Regions from separate parts of the Gossypium hirsutum genome. Here region 2 is linked to region 1. Evidence: chromatin contacts called from public Hi-C data. All regions are on one chromosome and are shown on one strand. Each heading gives the region's core, a stretch centred on a gene start, on an enhancer-like site or on the middle of the called end of the contact. The rest is flanking DNA. Distances are from core to core; before and after follow the strand shown. Region 1 holds the start of LOC107950515. Region 2 holds the start of LOC107950909 (transcription factor bHLH18).

What was found. A called contact is a pair of places that touch in the nucleus more often than the background predicts.
Region 2: a Hi-C map of leaf shows a contact between it and region 1, with 2.1 times the contacts expected there. The contact joins the promoter of LOC107950909 here to the promoter of LOC107950515 in region 1. A contact is called at or near these places in 5 of 34 Hi-C or Micro-C datasets (callus and leaf).

Annotation. Positions count from the first base shown.
Region 1 is chrD03:3,501,836-3,506,366 of Gossypium_hirsutum_v2.1, forward strand. It overlaps LOC107950515, which reads left to right and starts at 2,466. Exons shown (of 2, transcript XM_016885374.2): 1 at 2,466-2,768; 2 at 3,342-4,531. The coding sequence starts at 3,365.
Region 2 is chrD03:3,673,533-3,678,160 of Gossypium_hirsutum_v2.1, forward strand. LOC107950909 (transcription factor bHLH18) reads right to left here and starts at 2,934. Exons shown (of 5, transcript XM_016885820.2): 1 at 2,809-2,934; 2 at 2,640-2,705; 3 at 1,592-2,182; 4 at 1,091-1,468; 5 at 766-986. The coding sequence starts at 2,675. The coding sequence ends at 912.

The DNA of each region.
Region 1 (4,531 bases), core at 1,216-3,715:
TTAACCAATAGATAATATTCATACCAATTACACTATAAGCATAAGTGATGAAAATTTGAACAAAGCGAAACTAATCCGAAAAGGAGTTAAGATCCGCTCTTACTTTTTCATTTATTAATATTCAATACAATGATCATCGTCATTTAAATGTGTAAGACCCATGTAGGACTCATCTATTAAAAATGAAAATCAACATGTGAACGATGATCAAATATGCATGGATATTAATGGATAAAAAAGTAATAGAGTGGAGTCAAACCTTTCGAATAGAACAAGACAAAACCGACACATAATGAAAATGGGACCCACATATTGCAATTATAAATTGTACGACTTGAACTTGGACCTTCAAGGTTTGGAACCTTAACGTTTGCTAACTATGTTAAGGCCTCATTGGTTATAATTGACATTATTTTTATTTGCTCACTTTTAAATAATAGGTTTATAAGTTTAAAAAAGCCCTTAAAATGTAAAAAAAAATTAATTATTAAGCTCCTATACTAAATTCACACTCAATTAAGCCCCTACCATTAATTAAAATAATCAATTAAGCCCCTCCATCAAAGATTTTGTCATTGACCACATTGACCGTTAAAATAAATTGATAGACCAATCGGATGGTAACACGTAATAGCTTCTAGTTTAATCTAATATTTTCTCATAAAAATATTTAAAAATTAGAATAAAAATTATAAAAATAAAATTATTAATATTAAAATTATATAAACTTCTAAAAATTATAAAAAAATATATAAAAATAATAAATTATAATAAAATAATAAAATATTTTTTAAAAATATTTAAAATTTTATAAAAATTTTAAAAATCATAAAAATTTGAATTGGACCGGATCAGTTTATTGGACAGATTAGACTGAAATCGACAAAGATATCGGTACAGAGAAAGTTATTAAACTGATTAACTTAGGAATTGGACAATTGAAACGATTTTTTATTTATTTAATGGAACCAGATGGATCTATCAAGCTGATAAATTAGTGATTTGATCGATTCGGCTATTAGTCCGATTTTAAAAATTTTAATTAGAATATTTCATTTTGATATATAATAATGGTTAGAAAAAGAGATTTTGATACGATAATAAAATTTAAAAACATTAAATTACCGATCACCGACTTTAACATATGGGTGTTGACATTTGACATGTGGCCTAATTTGGGGGGAAAAAAGTGAATAATTTTTGTTTGATGTTTCAAATAATGAGTTTATAATACTTACCACCTCCCGATGTTGAGTTCTCTTCCAAATTGACAGCGATTGATGCGGCCAACTCAGACAGAACGACACAGTTTAATATCTGTGTGCTTTTCACGCGCTTTTAAGAGTGTGAGCAAAAACAGAAAGAGTGAGATTGGCAGAGAGATGATGAGTTTAATTTGTCTAATATATTTTTTGTTATCTAACTATAGTATAAATTCTAAATTGGTCCTCACATTTTAAAATATTCTAATTGAATCCTTAAACTACAATAGCATATCAATTATGTCTATGTCAACCTAGAAATTAGCTTAAATGTTATATTTAAAATAATAGATCAATTTATAAAAAGACATATTTACAGTTTGAATTCATGTATTTTAAATCAATTGACATTTATTGTCTAAATAAACTGAAGGATTTTGTTGATATAATATTAGTACTTTGAGTTGATTGAGTCTTAGTTCAGTTGATATCGATATTATTGTTAGTGTAGGAGGACATGGGTTCGAGTATGCTAAAGTGTATTTATCCTCTTATTTAAGGGTTGGATGGGATTATGAATAGTTTTAGGTATTGTATAAAAAATATAAATATTTTGAGATTTATTTACAATTGGATCCATGTATCTTAAATATTCTTCACATTAGATCTAAACTAACATTTAATGTTTAAATTAGCGATTAAGTTGACAAATTTTTTTTTTGGGGGGTTGAGATAAAAAGCTTTGATTCATACAATATATACTTTGATATAGGAGTGCAGAGAGGGAGGCATGCAAAGCCCTAGCCCCTCTAAAATGAAAATTTATTGATTTAGTCCCCTAAAATTTACAAAATCTTAAGTTATATTTTACCTCGTCCCAAAATGCTAATATTTTGATCTAGTTCTTTTGAAAACCATAAAGATATAAGTTAACATTAGAATAAATTTGTATTTTAGCTCTTATAAAAAAATATAACTTAATCTCAGCCCCTAAAAATATATAAGCTAATATTACAATTGGGTCCACCTGTTTTAAATATTATTCACATCAAATGTGAGCTAGTATTTAGCACCTAAATTGACAATTAAGTTAACAGAAGGACTAATTTAAAGTCTAATCAATCCTTTAAGGACTTTTGATTAATTAATCATTTTTAGCTAAAGAATTTTTACACAATTACCCATGATGGATTCTCGATCGATCTAAAGTAAAGTTTTAATCTTTAACTTATATATTCAACTAAATTAATAATTTTTAATATAAAAAATACAAACTTTAAATGTAAACAAATTATATAGACATTTAATAAAAATGTAGACACTTTTTAAGAAGCACTCCATATGAACATATATGTGGTGTTGATAAAAAGGCACTGTTTCCACATTTCCAGATCCAAGTTCATTCAGCCACCGACACTCAAAGTTTCCTAATCTCGAAGTCAAGTTTTTTTCTGTCTTCTTTAAAATTTTCCTGGAAACTTAACCATTCTCGGGATTTCCCAAGAAAAGTTAAAGTCTCTCCTTCGTTAGTTTTAGTTTCCTTTTGGGGGATCATTTGGATTCTGGGTAAGTGTATCAATGCTTTCTGAATTTAATTTTCAAGTATTAAAAATGGGTTTGCTTTAAAAATGCAAGCTGTTGATCTGTTTCAGATTATAATCCACTTTTCGATCCTGCATTTTATTCCTTTTCCACTACCATTACTGCAAAAAAAAAAGTTGCTGTTTTTTTTCTTTTCTGTTTTTGTGCTTTATTAATAGTGATCTTTGTATTTTTGTTAGCTTAAGGTCTAATATTTACTTCTTCTTTTTTTTTTGGAATTTTCTCTTTGGACTGGATTAGTGTAATTGTTGTTATTATTAATATGCTGGGAAGTGAAAAGTTGAATTGAATATCAATGATTTTAAGTTTTGTTCATAATAAACTACTACTTGAATATTTAGTTCATGGGTTGATCTGGATTTTTCATTGCATAAACACTGTCGATTTGATTTTTTGCATTAATTTCTTTCATATGATTCATTTTCGGCTTTATTGCAAACTTCTAGTTGATGAAATGTTGTGGTATTATTAAGTTGAATTATATGAATATGTCGGATTTTGAAGAATTTCGATGTTTTTCTGATGTTTTGCCGACAGGTTAAATCGAAAGGAAGTCCGACATGTTCCGGCTTTCACCTGGTAGGAACCAAAGATCGAAAGGATTGAAGGTGAAGCATGCTCTACAAATATGTGTTCTTGTTGGTATTTGCATTTGGCTGCTTTACCAAGTTAAGCACTCCGGGGAGAAGAAAGCGATTTATGAGAAATCTGGGAGCGATGTTGTCAAGTTGGGGCGAAAAGACTTCCCTCGATCGGAAGGGATGACTGTTACAGATGCACGGCATAAGGAGGAAGAAGAGGAAGAAAGTAAGAATGGAGAAGAAGATAATAAGCCTGAGGTAACCGAAGATGAAGGAAATGGGGAAGTCAGTGGGATGCATGAGCATGATAATGAGAAACCCGAGGAGGGAACCGAGCATGAAGAACGTAGGAACGACGATAACGAAGAGACTATGGAAAATGAAAACAAAGGAAATGAGGAGACTCGTGAAGGCGATAATGAAGAGAAAGAGAACATCGAGGATAGTCGAGAAAAGGAAAATAAAGGGATTGGGGAAGAGAGCAATGAGACGGAGAAGAGTGAAGGTGAGATAGAGAATGCAGGTAGCTCGGATGATCAGGTTCGTGATGGAATTGATGGGAATAATGAAGAAGCGAGAGAAGAACATTACAAGGGGGATGATGCTTCAAGTGAAGTAGTCCATGATACCCAAAATGAGACGAGTGGTTCAGAAAATTCCAACGACGCTGAGCAGTTGGAAAACAAAGATAAGAATGACCGGGAGGACGAAACAAATAGCAGTGAAGCGGCCAATGTCGGTCATGAAGAGTCGAATGTGCAAGAAAATGGAACAGCTGAAAACAATCAAGAAAGCAGTAATGGGAGTAACGAAGCCGAGTCTAAAGAAGATGCACATCCCGATACAGCTACGGAATTGAATGAGAATCTGACAGATACAACACACAGTTCAACCGAGAATGTAAATGGTATGGTTCAGCTATCTGAGAAATCGGATTCAGGTGGGAATGACGAGCACTCGGATTCAAATACAACCCCTACTTCAACTGAGAATGGGGATGGAGCTAATGGAGGTTCTACAAGTAATTCGGATTCCGGTGAATCAAATGGACAGACTGAAAAATCGAATGCCGGATCAGACAGCAATTCAAATGCTGTTCAGAGTGAAGAATCAAACAATAATTCTGGAGGAGAGGGGACACACACA
Region 2 (4,628 bases), core at 1,684-4,183, 170 kb after region 1:
AAGTTCAATGCTTAACTTAAACAAAATAATAATAATTCAAGCCCCAATATGAAAATAATTATCAAGTTTAGCCCTTTATAATTTAACACCGTTCTTATTTGAAGGTAAAACCTTTCCAAGAAACACGACACCAAAATTCCAAGACGATAGAAATGCATGGAAAAAGAGGGTCTATTTTCGTTTTCATGTTTAAACAAAAAACAACTGTTTTGCTCACATGTATTTTTCTTATAGCTGAGCTGTAACAGGGAAATTGCATCATCAAAGCCCATATATTTGGTATTCATAGATAACTTAAACATGAAACAATTACTTGAGAATATGTACCTTTTCTGCCATTATTCTATCAAATGTTAAAATTGAAGAACAAAAGAAGAAAAAATCATTTTCTACAAGGATTGCCTAATCCTTACATTTCCCATGGAAGAAGATTTAAATTCTAAAAGAAACTTCTTAATTGTAGAATAGACCAACATTTGATAAAAGTTTAATTAAGGCCCCAAATCTAGTTATAAAATTTAGCTCATCTACTTTTTTTTTTAAAAATTTAATCTTTTTATTTGTCTGATTTGAAAATTAAACCTCAATCATAACGCTATTGATGAATTTCTATTAAATTTGAATAATATTACATTTTTAACATTCAATGTTTTTTTTTTAAAAGTTAGTCCAATGTTATATATCAATCAGATATGAATCTTTAAATCAAAAAAGTAGAATGACCAAGTCCCTGAAATTAAAAGTAGAATGACTAAATTCAAAAGTCAAAAAGAGTAGAGGGATTGAGGGATAATTAGTCCTTTGATAAAAACGCTTCAAATCTCTCAAAACCCAATAAATTAATAAATTTCTTAAGCCTTCACAAAAAAGGAAGAATTTACATAACAACACGTAAAACTTCAAGAACTATTTCACATGAACTTCAATAAAGCCATTCTCAAATCCTTAACAAGATCCTTCACTGTCATATTGAATTCAGCATCTTTCTGGAAAAAAAGAAAAGAAAAGGGTTTTCATTAAATTTTCAAGTTGAATTCAATTCCAATGAAATAAAAGTCACCCATTTTTTTTTTTAAAAGTTGTTAATTACCTCAGCAATTATGGTAATGTCAAGTGTTGAATTCCCAAAAGGCAAAGCATTGGTATTAACAATTGAGAGACGAAGCTTCTCAATTTCGCTTAGTATTTTGGCTATGAAACCTTTGTGTTTCTCGCAATGGATTCGAATAAGGACGTCATTGTCTGAGACTTTAGCTTCGATTTCCGGCAATGCCGCATCCGAAGATTGGCCATCGGAGTTTTCTTCGCACGAAGAGGATTCGTCGTCGGCCGATAATAACTGGCATTTCTTCACGAAAACTACGGATTCCACTGTTCTTTTCTTGGTTTGCTCTTCTAGCACTTTTAAACGTTCTTGAAGTTGTTTCACGTACTTAATTGCATCACCAAGAACTGAAGCTTTATCCATCTATAACAAAAACAGCAACGTATCTTGTCATGGAACTAACTTCTTAATTTTCATAAAGTAGAGGGACTAAACTCAAAATTAGACCCCGAAAGAAATTACTATGAAGAAAGATGTAAACTTTACCTTCTTAAGGCCAGGAACAATTGCTGAGAGAGCAATGAAACGCTGATTGAGCTTTTCTCTTCTTTTTCTTTCGGCCATTATATGATCTTGAGCATGTGAAGGGCTTCTCGTCATTGAATAACTCCTACTGTTTTTCGCCGTATAATTTGTGCTTTGAAATTGACCAAAATAGTTCATATTATTTCCTGAACATACAGTTTCATCTTTAGGCTTAACGATATTGTCGATACCGTAAAGCTGCTTAGAATTTGCAGGCAATGAAGCTGCTGGTTTCTCGAATGAAAGAATGTGAGAGGTCGGGGAAGAAGGTTTTTTTGGGACAGGGACATGGTCGATGTTTGTGATGGTGCTGGAGTTCCAACTGGTACCGATTTTCAGCTGTTTTATCGGTCTGTCGGAAGCTTCATTAATGGAGAAGACGCAGTTGTTTGTGGTGGTGAAATTTGGGTAGGAAGAATAGCTCTCAGAGGAAAATGATGATTGCTTGAAGTTCCCTCTGGTAAATGCTGTCGCCGTTATATCTTCACCGGCGGTAAGTTCGGCTAATGAGTTCACATGACATTGGTGGATGATGTCGTATTCATCCATTCCCTGGTCATCAAAACCCCAAATTAGATCATAAAATGAAAATGGATTACTCACACAATGGTCTCTAAAATTTCAAAATGTTTAAATTAAGTCTTCAAAGTATATCAATTTTTCTTCTATTTTATATGAAACATTTTTAAAATCCGTGTATCAAATTTTAAACAGATTGAATCTGACTAGTTTTCAATACATCATATCTAAATTGTCAAAGTAATATGTTTAACATATCATACCCAAATTGAAAGTTGAGTTATACGATACTGTCCTTTAAAAATTCAATTAAAACCTTTTGAAATTTGTGACTAACATACAATCCAAATCATACTTTGAAACATTTCATTAAATATTTCAAAAAATTTAAATATATTAAGCTCCTCTAAACATTTTAAAAATTTTAATTAGACCCTTTATTTTTTTATTGCAAATTAAGCCCCAAATGATGATATTATGTTAATCTTACCAGTTCAGACAACCATTTTGCTGATGAAGAGTCCATAGTTGTAGTAATTGATGAACAAAGATTATCCTGAAAAAATGAAATAAAGTATTATAATTGAAATTAAAACAAGAGTAAATAAATAAATAAACAAAAGCTGGAAAATCAAGAGATTAATGATATGATTATTTACCTTTATTACTTTTCTAGTAATAAATAAAATTGCAGCAAAATTCTGAATTTTTCTCTTTGTGGCTGAAAACTGGGAAAACAGACCTCACCACTCTTCCCTTCTTATACTTGCATATGTTGATCCATCAAATTCTTCGATCCCTAAGCCACGTTTGAAAACTTTTGTCCTTATCTTGAAATTAAACCATTATTTAATTCAAAAGCAAAATGAAGAGATTGAAAAATAAATGAAACGTGGGGACTGGTTAATAAAATAATCTCAACTTGATCCAAGAAGAGATTGCGAATCGATAAGGAGCAAGCAAAAATTAAAAAATATATATATTTATAAATTAAATAATTATTGAATTAGTCATTACTATCCCTGTCAAACATTTATAAATGTATTTTTTTTTGTTTATCAATATTTTAAATCAAATGACTATTTATTTAATAATTATAAGCCGAGAAAGTAAGTTAACTCTACTAACAGTTCGTGGGATCGAATGATAAAAGAACTCGATACTACTCTATTAACAGCTCGTGGAATTGAATGGTAAAAAACTCAATACTACTCTACCAGTAGCTCGTGGGATCAAATGGTAAGAAACTCGATGCTACTCTACTAACCACTCGTGAGATCGAATGGTAAGTAGCTCGACGCACTTAAGCAAACTATCAATCTCGGAAAAAGAAAAATGACTACCTCAAACATTAATGCTGCTGAGTGCTGTTCATCATCCATACCTTGCGTTGTAGTTATTAAAATTAATGGGTGGATGATCCAATCCAGGGTGTGAACACCCATCACAATAATTGCTATTTTTCTTTTTCGTTCATTGACTCACATGTGTTAAGAAAAAAATGAGTAATTTAATATCCGTCTTTAGACTAAAGAGTAAACTAGTTTTTTTTTTAAATTTCATCTAAATCTAGTGATAAAAACTAGTATAGCTAACAAAATAACTAGACAACACGCCATGTATAACTCATGCTGACGTATAAAAATCAGCTTTTAATTGTAGAAATATATGAAACTTTTAACAAAAAGATCAGTTTGCTCTTTAATTTACCATACAATAACTTTACTTGTTTTTTAAGTAAATAAAATAAAATGTAATCCGTCTTTCGATACAAAAATCTTTGTATCAATGATTGAATCAAATACTCGAACTGAAATAACAAATCATATATAATTTGGGAAATATATTTGAATTGAAGCTCAAAATAAGATCTTTTAGGAAAAAATTAATTAATATTAATTAAGTGTTAAAGAAAACCCAATACATCAATTTCTAAATTAATCATCAATCTTTAAATTATTTTAAATGAATCATTTCGTCAGCTTAACCATTAATTTTTATATTAAAGGGGAGTTTAAATATAAAGTAGAACTTATTTAAAATATATGAATTAAATTATAAACACGATGAACAATATAAAATTAATTCATTTCTTTTATTTCTTTTATAGTTCATGAAAATTATTTTTTTTCAAGATTTATAACTACTCTTTAATAATATTATCTCGAGGGTTCAAATCTAAATTATTTTTTCGAGAATACAATGTGCCACCGAACACTTATTAGTAGCAACTTAATTTATTTATTGGTCTACGAATTGCACTTTGTTACAAATTGGACATTGCCCCACCTGCTGATCTCCAAGATCTTTTTGCGCCTGTTCCTAAATTAAATTGCCAATTCGCCAATCCACTATTTTGATCAATTCAATTCATTGATTTTAAAAAATTAATATACTAAAAAACCCTTAAATTACTATACTTTATTCAAATAAGCCCTTATCCTTTTCTTATACCAAAATAAGATCTGTTCTTATTCAT